Regions from separate parts of the Sus scrofa genome. Here region 2 is linked to region 1. The links are chromatin contacts, called in public Hi-C maps. All regions are on one chromosome and are shown on one strand. Each heading gives the region's core, a stretch centred on a gene start, on an enhancer-like site or on the middle of the called end of the contact. The rest is flanking DNA. Distances are from core to core; before and after follow the strand shown.

Region 1 (5,440 bases), core at 1,550-4,049:
GGGGAGGCTGTTGCTCATTTCCAGGCCTAGACTTTCACCCTGATTCTTAGAGAAGAGAGTTTCATGATTTCTCTCTACACCTGGGAGAAAAATGGTATATTTTGTTTGTTTAACCATCCTTTTTCTTGTTTCCTCTATCTAGATCAACACCTATACACAAGTCTATACTGCAGGCTACTCCCAGCCCCCCGCTGGGAACTCTATAAACCCGCAGCTGTCTGTCTGGGACTGGGATTTACGCTATAGCAATGAACAGATACTACAATTCCATAATCCTGGCTATGACCCGGAACACTGCCCAGATTCTTGGCTCCCTAGACAGCAGGTAAAGTGTCTAAAGTTCCTAAATTCCTTCGACTTTCTCACAGGCTCATCCTACTAACGGGGAGAAGTGGAAAGACAGTGAGTTCCTCACTCTTTTTCTGTAACTGTCACATACAGTCCCTGACTGTCCTTAGGAAGACAGAAATCCTTCACGAAAGGCATCTTTTCTATCCTTCTCATCTTTATTACTCTTCCTATCTCACGCATACATTTTTATGTCTCCCTAAATCAGCTTTCATCAATCCTGAGGCCTAGTTTGTAGCCTAATGAGACTGAATAAAGAGTTCTCGGGGGAGGCTTATGGTTTGCTCACTCATGCAGTGTTGAGTGGATGGCAGATGGACATTCCTTCCTGACCCAGTTTGGGGAAACTGGGGTCATCAAGTTTCTAGGTTGCCAGTTGATTTTCCTTTCCTCCTTAGCCAAGCTTCATGGTTCCTGGACCCCCTACTTCTGTGTGGCTCTTCTCTAGAGGGGCTTTGACCCCCCTGAATCAGCTGTGTCCTTGGCGGGACAGTCCCTCTCTGCTGGCAGTCTCTTCCCGCTGGCTCCCTCGACCGGCTAGCTCCTCTGAAAGCCTGGCTGATCAGGAGTGGGGACTCCCCTCACATTGGGGAGCTTGCCCTTTACCCTCAGGACTACTGCTGCCTGGATATCTGGGACCCCAGATCAGGCTCTGGAGACGCTGCTACCTGAGGGGAAGGCCTGAGGTCCAGGTAAGAAGGCAAGACAGTGACTGGGAGTGGGAGAAGGGGCTTGACTGCTGACCCAAATGTCCTAGAAGAAACCAGATGTTTCCAGAAGTTGGAAAGGCAGTGGGCTGGGGATTGGGAAGTGAGGTACCATTCCTGTTGGGATCAAAGTGGAGAGGTATGGGAGTGTGGGGGAAATGCTTGTGGCTTATATCAAGTGGAACCTAAGGCATAGTTGGAGTAGGAAAGAATTAAGGATGCCAGAAGTAGCAGACAGAACTTAGAAGCAGAGCTAGAGCTGCAATAATAGTCCTCTCTGCCTCTCTTCACCCCCTCCCCAGATGGGCCTCTCAGCTCCCACAATCGCTGGCCTCCAGGATGAGCTATCCCATCTTCAGGAGTTATTAAGGAAATGGACACCAAGAATATCTCCTGAGGATCACTCCAAGAAAAGAGATCCAAATACCATTCTTTCCCAATCCCACTGAAATTGCTGGCTCTCTCATGGGCGGGGCAGAGAGTGGTCTGGGGTGAGGGAGAATTCTGTCTAATCCTTCAAATCTTATCTGGTTTTACTCCCTCAGCTTTCATATGCCAGCCTTTAAACAAGCTCACTGACTTGAGTTTCCATAGCTGATAGGTGGCTAACCTTATCCAACTCTTACCCTATCCTTCTTGGTTTAAATAGTTTCTTGTGACCTGAAGAATTAAAGAAACAAAACCAACAAAACCAATCCGGAATATGATTGCCCTTTTTTCATGCATTCCAACCCTTTTGGATGGAAATTTTGGATACTGAGCTGGTAAATTGTGAGGTCAGAGAAACAATTTGTCAGTGCCAACAAGATGGCCTACAGACCTCCTTCTCACCTCCCCCTGCTGCTCCTTTGATTCCAATTTCTATTTCTTCCCTTAAAGTTTTCTCTGGGTGTGGTGTGGCTATGGGAGACACCCAGTCTTTTCCAATTGTATATTTTTGTAACGGCATTTCTATTTAAGGAGTTCATTAAATCACAGTATTTATACACACTGCTGGCATTGTTTCTTGTGTCTGAATAAAGGAACCTAGGTAAGATAGTGATGGTGTGACTCAAGAGAGGAAGATACAGACCGAATTACTGCTAAGGAAATAAGGGGATGGTTCAGGTGAAGCTCTGCAGAATTCATAGTTTGGGTTCTCCCTGTGGTGCTGATGTGGCAAAAACAGACCCAGACGTTGTTGTTGGGGCTGGGGTGTGCTCTGGGGGTTGAGACCAAAGCCTCTGGACTTCAGTGTTAACCACTCTTCAGCGCTGGTCACACACACTCCCATCTCTGAGCCTCTGGTTCCCGTCACCCCCAATGCAATACTGACTAGGCAAGCTCAACGTCACTCCAGCTCAGACATTCCGCAATCCCTTCCCTGAGGAAAAATGAAAGCCCAGGCCAGGACTATGGGGCCCCATCTGTCCAAAGGCTGCGGGCCGGGGTGGACAGCTGCCTCCACGCCTTGGGCAGAAGACCCTTCTCTGGGAATCAAAGGAGGCCACAAAATATACGAAAAATATTGTTCTCTTAGCTCCTGAATTGACATTTTTGGGAGCAGCGTGATCCTTTAACTTCAAGCACTGCCTTAGGGCGTTTGAGAGATTCCGATCCGCGTTCCCCGCCCTAACCTGTCAGAGCGGCACTTCAACACAAAACCAAAGACCGCGGAACACGGTAACACCAATCACTTCAAGTCTCAGCGGCTCCTAAAATGGCCGCGGCCGCTTCCGGCTCCTCCCCTGCATAGGCCCCGCCCACCGCCTCTACGTCCGCCTTCGCCCCGGAAGTGGAAGTAGTACTGCGGTCAGGAGGCGGTATCGCTGCCTGGAGACGGCGGGAGGTCTTTCGCCATGGCTGCTGGGCCGATCTCCGAGCGGAATCAGGGTGAGTGGAGGGCACAAGTCCGGGATGGGCCCAGGGGAGTTTGGGGGATCTCGGGTTACAGCCAGCAGTGTTTCCGCCAGGGCGGGAGATTGGAGCATCCCAAAAGGCGCTAGACCGGCCTGATGCCTGCTGGGGCGGGATGGACGGGTGCCCAGAGGCTGAGGCCTGTAGGTGTGATGTTGTCTATGTCCCATCCCCTGCTGCCTTCCCACTCACGCACACAAAAAATTACAAAGAGAATGTGCGCCAGAACTTTAAATTATATTTAAGAAGATTTTGTATTACCTGGAATGGAGGGCGGTGTAGGGGTATAAGCTAACGTCTTTTTTTTTTTTTTTTTTTTTTTTTCTTTTCTTTTTCTCTTTGCTCCAATACCCCATCTCCACCCGCAACTCCACCGCCTGGGTTCCGACTTCATGTTCCCGTCACCTCCTTATTTCCTCTCATCTCTGTCCTAACCTCCTAACCCTGTCCTCCAGATGCCACTGTGTACGTGGGGGGCCTCGATGAGAAAGTTAGCGAACCACTGCTGTGGGAACTGTTTCTCCAGGCAGGGCCAGTAGTCAACACCCACATGCCAAAGGATAGAGTCACTGGTCAGCATCAAGGTGAGTACATGGCAAGAAGTGCAGTTATTTTTCATTTAATTTATTTTTTGGTCTTTTTGTCATTTCTAGGGCCGCTCCCGCGGCATATGGAGGTTCCCAGGTTAGGGGTTGAATCGGAGCTGTAGCCACTGGCCTATGCCAGAGCCACAGCAAGGTGGGATCCGAGCGGCGTCTGCAACCTACACCACAGCTCACTGGCAACGCCGGATCCTTAACCCACTGAGCAAGGGCAGGGATCGAACCCACAACCTCATGGTTCCTAGTCGGATTCGCTAACCACTGAGCCACGACGGGAACTCCCAAGAAGTGCAGTTATGTTTTGAGGAAACAAACTGCTCCTGGAAGGTCCCGGCAGTATTCACAACTGTTTGGAATAAGCAAGCTAAAGTTTTCTTTCTCTTAAACTCAGTTTGTTTCTGGAACCATTCTCAGTTGAAGTAGGATTATTTTTTCTTGTTCTTTGTACTTTAGAAGGTGAGTTATACCTCATTTTGAATCGCTTCACTTAAGTTAACTCTTCTTTTCCATTTCCCTAGGCTATGGTTTCGTGGAGTTCTTAAGTGAGGAAGATGCTGACTATGCCATTAAGATCATGAACATGATCAAACTCTATGGGAAGCCGATACGGGTGAACAAGGCATCAGCTCACAACAAAAACCTGGATGTGGGAGCCAACATTTTCATTGGAAACCTGGACCCAGAAATTGATGAGAAGTTGCTTTATGATACTTTTAGCGCCTTTGGGGTCATCTTACAAACCCCCAAGATAATGCGGGACCCTGACACAGGCAACTCCAAAGGTTATGCCTTTATTAATTTTGCTTCATTTGATGCTTCGGATGCAGCAATTGAGGCCATGAATGGGCAGTACCTCTGTAACCGCCCAATCACTGTGTCCTATGCCTTCAAGAAGGACTCCAAGGGTGAGCGCCATGGCTCAGCAGCTGAACGACTTCTGGCAGCACAGAACCCACTCTCCCAGGCTGACCGCCCTCATCAGCTCTTTGCAGATGCCCCCCCTCCACCGTCTGCTCCAAATCCTGTGGTATCATCACTGGGGTCTGGGCTTCCTCCACCAGGTAGAGCTTTCTATTCAGAATATGTTTGTCTTAAATTGGGGGGAGGGCAGGAAGAAGGAAAAAGAACCTGGAAAGGAGGGGACATTGAGTCAGTAGGTGATGAGAAAGGGGTTGAGAGGTAATGGATGCAGTGAGAAGAACATTGTTGAATTGTTCTAGCATTTTTTTTTGTTTTTTGTCTTTTTGCCTTTTCTAGAGCCACTCCCATGGCATGTGGTGGTTCCCAGGCTAGGGGTCTAATCGGAGCTGTAGCCACCGGCCTACACCAGAGCCACAGCAACGTGGGATCTGAGCCACATCTTCGACCTACACCACAGCTCATGGCAACGCTAGATCCTTAACCCACTGAGCAAGGGCAGGGACCGAACCCGAAAGCTCATGGTTCCTAGTCAGATTTGTTAACCACTGCACCATGACAGGAACTCCTGTTCTAGAATTTTGAAGTTGTCTAAGTTGCTTCTGACTTTAGAGAGCTGGAAGGAGGGGAAAAGAACTCATCTTGCCTAGAGGCCAGATTGGAACAGGCCCCCTAAAGGTACTCTCTTCTCACTATCATGAACTCTTTTTCTATTTTCTCTACAGGCATGCCTCCTCCTGGCTCTTTCCCACCCCCAGTACCGCCTCCTGGAGCCCTTCCACCTGGGATACCCCCAGCCATGCCCCCACCACCTATGCCTCCTGGGGCTGGAGGACATGGCCCTCCATCAGCAGGAACCCCAGGGGCTGGACATCCTGCACATGGACACTCACATCCTCACCCATTCCCACCGGGTGGGATGCCCCATCCAGGTGGGTTTTCTTTGCTGGGAAGGAGAGGGATTCTTTC
Region 2 (5,440 bases), core at 1,307-3,806, 34 kb after region 1:
ACCCTCATCCTCTTGGATACTATGTCAGGTTCTTAACCCAGTGAGCCACAATGGGAACTCCAAATATTTTTAAAAATAAATTTTAAGAAATCTAAAAACTCCAGATATGAGAACAAAAACTTAGAATAATATTTTTGAGAATAGAACCAACTTTCCTCAAATTATCTTGTGTCATTTAAAAATACAAATTCTAGATTCCATTCTCAACTTGGTGGAATCTGAATCCTTTTTTGGAAGAGAGACGACCTAGAATCCACATTTTAAACAAGCTCCCTTGGGAATTCACATCTGTGAGGAAACCTGAAAACCACTGCCTGGGGGGATACAACTGGCTCTCCTCTCGCTCTAGTCCATTTCTAGTCTAATCAAGTCTTTTGCTTATTTTTCTTTTCCTGTGGCATATGGAAGTTCCCAGGCCAGGGGCCAAATTGGAGCTGCAGCTGCTGGCCTTCTCCACAGCCACAGCAATGCCAAATTCAAGCTACATCTTTGACCTATGCTGTAGCTTGCTGCAACACTGGATCCTTAACCCACTGAGTGAGGCCAGGGATCGAACCCGCATCCTGAGAGACTTCATCAGGTCCTTAATGTGCTGAGCCACAGTGGGAAATCTATTTTCCATTTTTTTCTTTTCTTTTGTTAATGGGAACTCTCAAATTAACTCCTTCCTTTCCACTTCCACAGCTGACCACTAGGTCAGGGTTCCATCTTCACCACTGGTTGATTTCTGTGCCTCCAATCTCCTATGCCAACTCACTTATATATCACTGTCAGATCAATCTGCTCCCAAATGCTGTTTAGCATGCCTTTCCCTAAAACTCTGCAATGACTTCCTACTGTTCAACCAGATGCATCCTAAATTCCAGCCAGAAACAGTCCATACACCTTAATCAAGCTTTTTCTCTAGTACTTTCCATCTCCACATGAGATCATTACAAAGTTGCATATCTAGACACTACTTGAGTTCTCTTCAGAAATAAGACATTTGGAAGGCTCATATGAAAAAAGGCCACATAAAGTTTTTTCCATCTTCTATACTCATTTCCTAGGTTATCATCTTTTCACTGCTTTAGTGATAGTTAAAAAAAAAAAATTTTTTCCACAAAGAAATGTAATCCTTTTGGAAAAGAATAGGTTGTTAGAAAGCCAAACATTCCCCAAGTCTGAAGTTCAAATGCATCTATAGCTGCTGTCTTGTCACTCTCTGTCCAGTCCAGCTTCTATGCTTTTGCTTGGGCTCTTCCCCCTACCTGCAACAACTGTCCTCTCCTTTCTGGTTTAATGAATCCCTTCCTGACTATCCTAGGCCTCAAGTATCTTTCTCCTCCCGAGAACATCTGTAGCACTGACTCAAAAGGCCATTAATAACACAGCAATTCACTTCATACGATAATTTCTCTTTTAATGTACAGAATTATCTGCAACTCATAAGGTCTGGTGGTTCCTTAGTCACAATTTAACACAAAACATTTTCCTGAATGGTCCAGGCCAAGAGCTGTAGAGAGAGATTCTACTCTTTCCTTGGGTTAGCCTTGATGTGAAATGAATTGCTGTCTCCAGAGAATAAGTATATGCCAGTTGAATGGGGCCCAGGGTCCTCATCTCTTACAGATATTGAAGGGAAGAAGGCCCCAGTAGTTTATTCTCACCCAACCCATTTGGCTCCTCGTCCTCCCTCTCTCAAGACTCAGGGAGTTCCTCGAGTTTTCTTGCTCCCGCCCAGGCAAGGGGGGCTCGTGTCCAGTTGAGGGTTCTCTCTCCACTGGGCAGGGGTGCGCGCCTGTATGGCCAGGGCATGGACCGGCCCAGCCAGTTCTTCGGACAGCGCCGTGTGGACCAGCCGATGCCGTTGTAGGGGGCTCAATCCCTCGAAGCGAGAGCTCACCACAGCCACGCGGAAATGCGTCTCACTGCCTGGTGGGACTGCGTGGCCACCGCTCTCATTACGCAGCTCCAGCACCTCGGGGTTCAGGGCCTGTTCCAGCTTCATGCGAATGGCGGCCTCGACGGGACCGATGGTCCCTGCTCCCGTGCTGCTCCGGGACAGACAGACGCGCCCGGCCATGGAGAACAGGCGTCCGACCAGCTGCCCACTCAGCATCGGCTAAAGCAGAGACAAGGACAGGAGCAGTGAGGGGTCAGGGCCTCTCGCTTGGTGAGAGATCAGTCTCTCAACTATCCCAGCCCCGGCCTCGGCTCCAGCTGGGAGCCCGCCGCCCCGCGGGACAGTGAAACGGGAGCCACCGCCCCTTTCCTCAGTGTGACGTGGGGGAAATCTGGCCTCCCGCCTTGGGCAGCGAATGGGCGACTGTAGAGTACACAGGGCCAGAAGTGAGGCATGTTCTTTACTAAGGTGATTCGCAAAGAATAAGATGGAGGTTGCAAGAGTAGGGTATGTGCAACTCTGGGCTTTTGGTTGAGCAGTGTCTCTGTGTCCCCTCTGAACCCCAGGCTGGGCCCCTTCTACCTTGCACTCAGGCTTGAATACCGCAGTTCCGACTCCCGGAAGGAACGGCTGAGGGTCAGAGCCAAAAGCAAATCTCGCGTCCTGAGGCACGCTGGGAAATGCAGTCTCCGCTACGCGATACCCGGCAGGTGCTATTCGATGCCCCGAGGGCTTCTGGGAACTGTAGTCTCTACTTCGCCCGATTTGTGAGGTCGTCAGAGGTTGTGAACCCGAGGAATTGCAAAGAAAACGGAAATTCCTGAGCAATTGGGATTGAGATTTTTCAATTCATTTTATTTCCAATAGGTCTTGTAGATCAGCTAGCCCAACATCTTTATTTTCCATATATTGTGGAAATCTATTTCATTTATTGAATACATAATTATTTTGCATCGGACCAGTCCCGGAGGGTGGAGAGGTAAGACAGGCCCTGTCTGTCCTCGGGCAGTTGATGGAACACTGGAGAAGATGGACAAGTTAGCGGACAGTTGTAATGCCATGTGCCAAGGGCTGTAATAAGGCCAAGAACAGGATGCTAGAGCGGCATATTGTCGAGGCTTGGGGGAGCAGAGGAAACTTAGAGGAAGAGTTTAGAAGAGACACAAAACCCCATTCTCAATTCTTCATAGGGGGGTAGCTGCATGCGCAAAGGCCTAGAGGAGAAAGAACTTTGGTGGGATGGGGGTGAGGGTGGGGGTGGAGGTGTTCCTTTCGGTGTAGTTAGGTATGGTTGGACCCCACGGGGCCAAGATGATGATGATGGGAAGCTGAGGGAGTGTGTAGGCCTGTGGGGGGAAGAGGCAGGAAATCATGCTGAGCCTTGTAGGCTTCCTGAGGTAGTTTTGCCTTTATCCTAGGAGCTGTGGAAGCCAGGGAAGGCTTTAAACAGGGAAGCTCCCGACGTGGCGCAGCGGAAACTAACCGACTAGGAACCATGAGGTTTCGGGTTCGATCCTTAGCCTCACTCAGTGGGTTAAAGATCTGGCGTTGCTGTGGCTGTGGTGTAGGCCGGCGGCTACAGCTCCGATTAGATCCCTAGACTGGGAACCTCCATATGCCGCAGGTGCAGCCCTAAAAAGACAAAAGACAAACAATAAATAAATAAATACAATAAAAACAGGGATACTAACAGGATAAGATTTTTCCCAGATGACATGTAATTTGTCAATTCAGTCTATATTTTAGATTTCTCCATACTTTTTTTTTTTTGACTGCATCAGAAATTCCCAGACTAGAGATGGAACCTGCCCCACAGCAGCTACCAGAGCCACAGTAGCGACAATGCTGGATCCTTAACCCACTGTGCCGCTAGGGAATTCCTCCAACTTCTAATTTTGAAAAATTTCAAACCTGCAGAAAAGTTGAATAGTATAAAGAAATATCATCTACCTTTCACCATTTTTTACATGTGTATATTATTATATGCTTGTACATATATACATTTATATTTAAGGGTTTTTTTGTTTTGTTTTGTTTTTGTTTTTTGCTACACCCTTGGCACCTGGAAGTTCCTGGGCCAGTTATCCAATCCATGCCACAGTAGCCACTCGAATGGTGGCTGCAATGATGCCAGATCCTTAACCTGCTGTACCATAAGAGAACTCCTAAGTTGTTTATGTGTATCTATATACTTAAAAATGTGTTTATATACTTTATTTGAAAATAAGTTGCAGATGGCATGACATTTCACCCCCAGGTACTCCAATACATATCTCCTAAGAACAAGGATATTCTTCTGTATATCAATATAAACACAATACCCTTATCGCACTTAAAAATTTTAACATAATGTCAACTGCAAGGTTGTACAATATGCACCCCATTTATCCTTTGCTTAGATTTACTGACAATGTTTTGCCAGACTTGCTTTTTAATCTCTCTTTGTGTGTATATAATAAAAATAAAAATTGTTATCATTTTTGCTGAACCATTTGAGAGTTGCAAAACTCTTTACATTTCATTGCTATATACTTTAGCATATATTGCCTAAGACAAGGATATTTTCCTACATACCCACAATACCATTACCACACCTAAAACATTTACTATTTATACAATTTTATTATCTAATATACAATTATCTAATAATACAGTTTTATTATCTAATTATTATCTAATTATTTTATTATCTATTATCTAATTATCTAATATACAAATATCCCCAGTTGTCTCATTAGTGTATTTTGTAACTATTTTTTCAAAAGCCAATCAAGGATCATGCATTGCACTTAGTCATCTTTAAATATGTATTTTGGGAGTTCCTGTTATGGCTCAGCAGTAATGAACCTGACTAGTATCCATGAGGACACAGGTTCGATCCATGACCTTGCTCAGTGGGTTAAGGATCCAGCGTTGCCATGAGCTGTGGTGTGGGTTGCAGACGTGACTTGGATCCAGCGTTGCTGTGGCTGTGGTGTAGGCTGGCAGCTACAACTCTGATTCAACTCCTAGCTTGGGAACTTCCATATGCTGCGGGTGTGGCCCTAAAAAGACAAAAATAAAATAAATATGTTCTTTGCAACAATCTCTGGCTGCAGTGTGGAGAATTGTAGAGGAGATAAGAGTGCAAGCAGGGAGACAATTGGGAGGTTAGTGTAGCAGTCTAGGTGGGAGATGATGATGACTTGGACCCAGGTGGTGGTGGCAGTGGTGCAGATGGAAAGAAATTGTGGCTACAAATATATATTAGGAGGGTAAAACCTACAGGATGTGGTAACAAGTTAGATATGGAGGGAAACTGTGAACGATAACTCAGGTTTGTGCAGCTGGTTGGATGGCATTTGTTCTCTAAGATATAGAATTTTGAAAGAAGATCAGGTTTGGAAGGGTGGGAAGGGGAAGATTAGGTGCCCACTTCTGTTTTGGACTTGAGTTGGAAGTGTCTTTCTGACATCCAAGAAGAGACGGCATGTTGGATACATGAGTCTATGTGTGTGTGTTTTTAGTTTTTAACTTTATCTTAAGTGCTTTCAGAGTTACAGAAATTAAAAAAAT

Evidence for each region. Hi-C and Micro-C count contacts between places; a contact is called where the count stands out from the background.
Region 2: a contact with region 1 is called in a Hi-C map of embryonic fibroblasts, with 2.2 times the contacts expected there. The contact joins the promoter of BOLA1 here to the promoter of SF3B4 in region 1. A contact is called at or near these places in 2 of 5 promoter capture datasets (fetal liver and liver), 18 of 47 Hi-C or Micro-C datasets (alveolar macrophages, blood, embryonic fibroblasts and 9 more) and 2 of 2 datasets of contacts at active chromatin or transcription factors (alveolar macrophages and skeletal muscle).

Annotation. Positions count from the first base shown.
Region 1 is chr4:99,120,765-99,126,204 of Sscrofa11.1, forward strand. SF3B4 (splicing factor 3B subunit 4) reads left to right here and starts at 2,800. Exons shown (of 6, transcript XM_001926489.5): 1 at 2,800-2,927; 2 at 3,407-3,535; 3 at 4,072-4,614; 4 at 5,197-5,403. The coding sequence starts at 2,894. It overlaps MTMR11 (myotubularin related protein 11), which reads left to right. Exons shown (of 17, transcript NM_001243446.1): 15 at 143-325; 16 at 747-1,040; 17 at 1,358-2,045. The coding sequence ends at 1,504.
Region 2 is chr4:99,154,681-99,160,120 of Sscrofa11.1, forward strand. It overlaps BOLA1 (bolA family member 1), which reads right to left and starts at 2,557. Exons shown (of 2, transcript NM_001243396.1): 1 at 2,468-2,557; 2 at 1,379-2,104. The coding sequence starts at 2,101. The coding sequence ends at 1,688. LOC110260327 (a long non-coding RNA gene) reads left to right here and starts at 2,628. Exons shown (of 5, transcript XR_002343448.1): 1 at 2,628-2,864.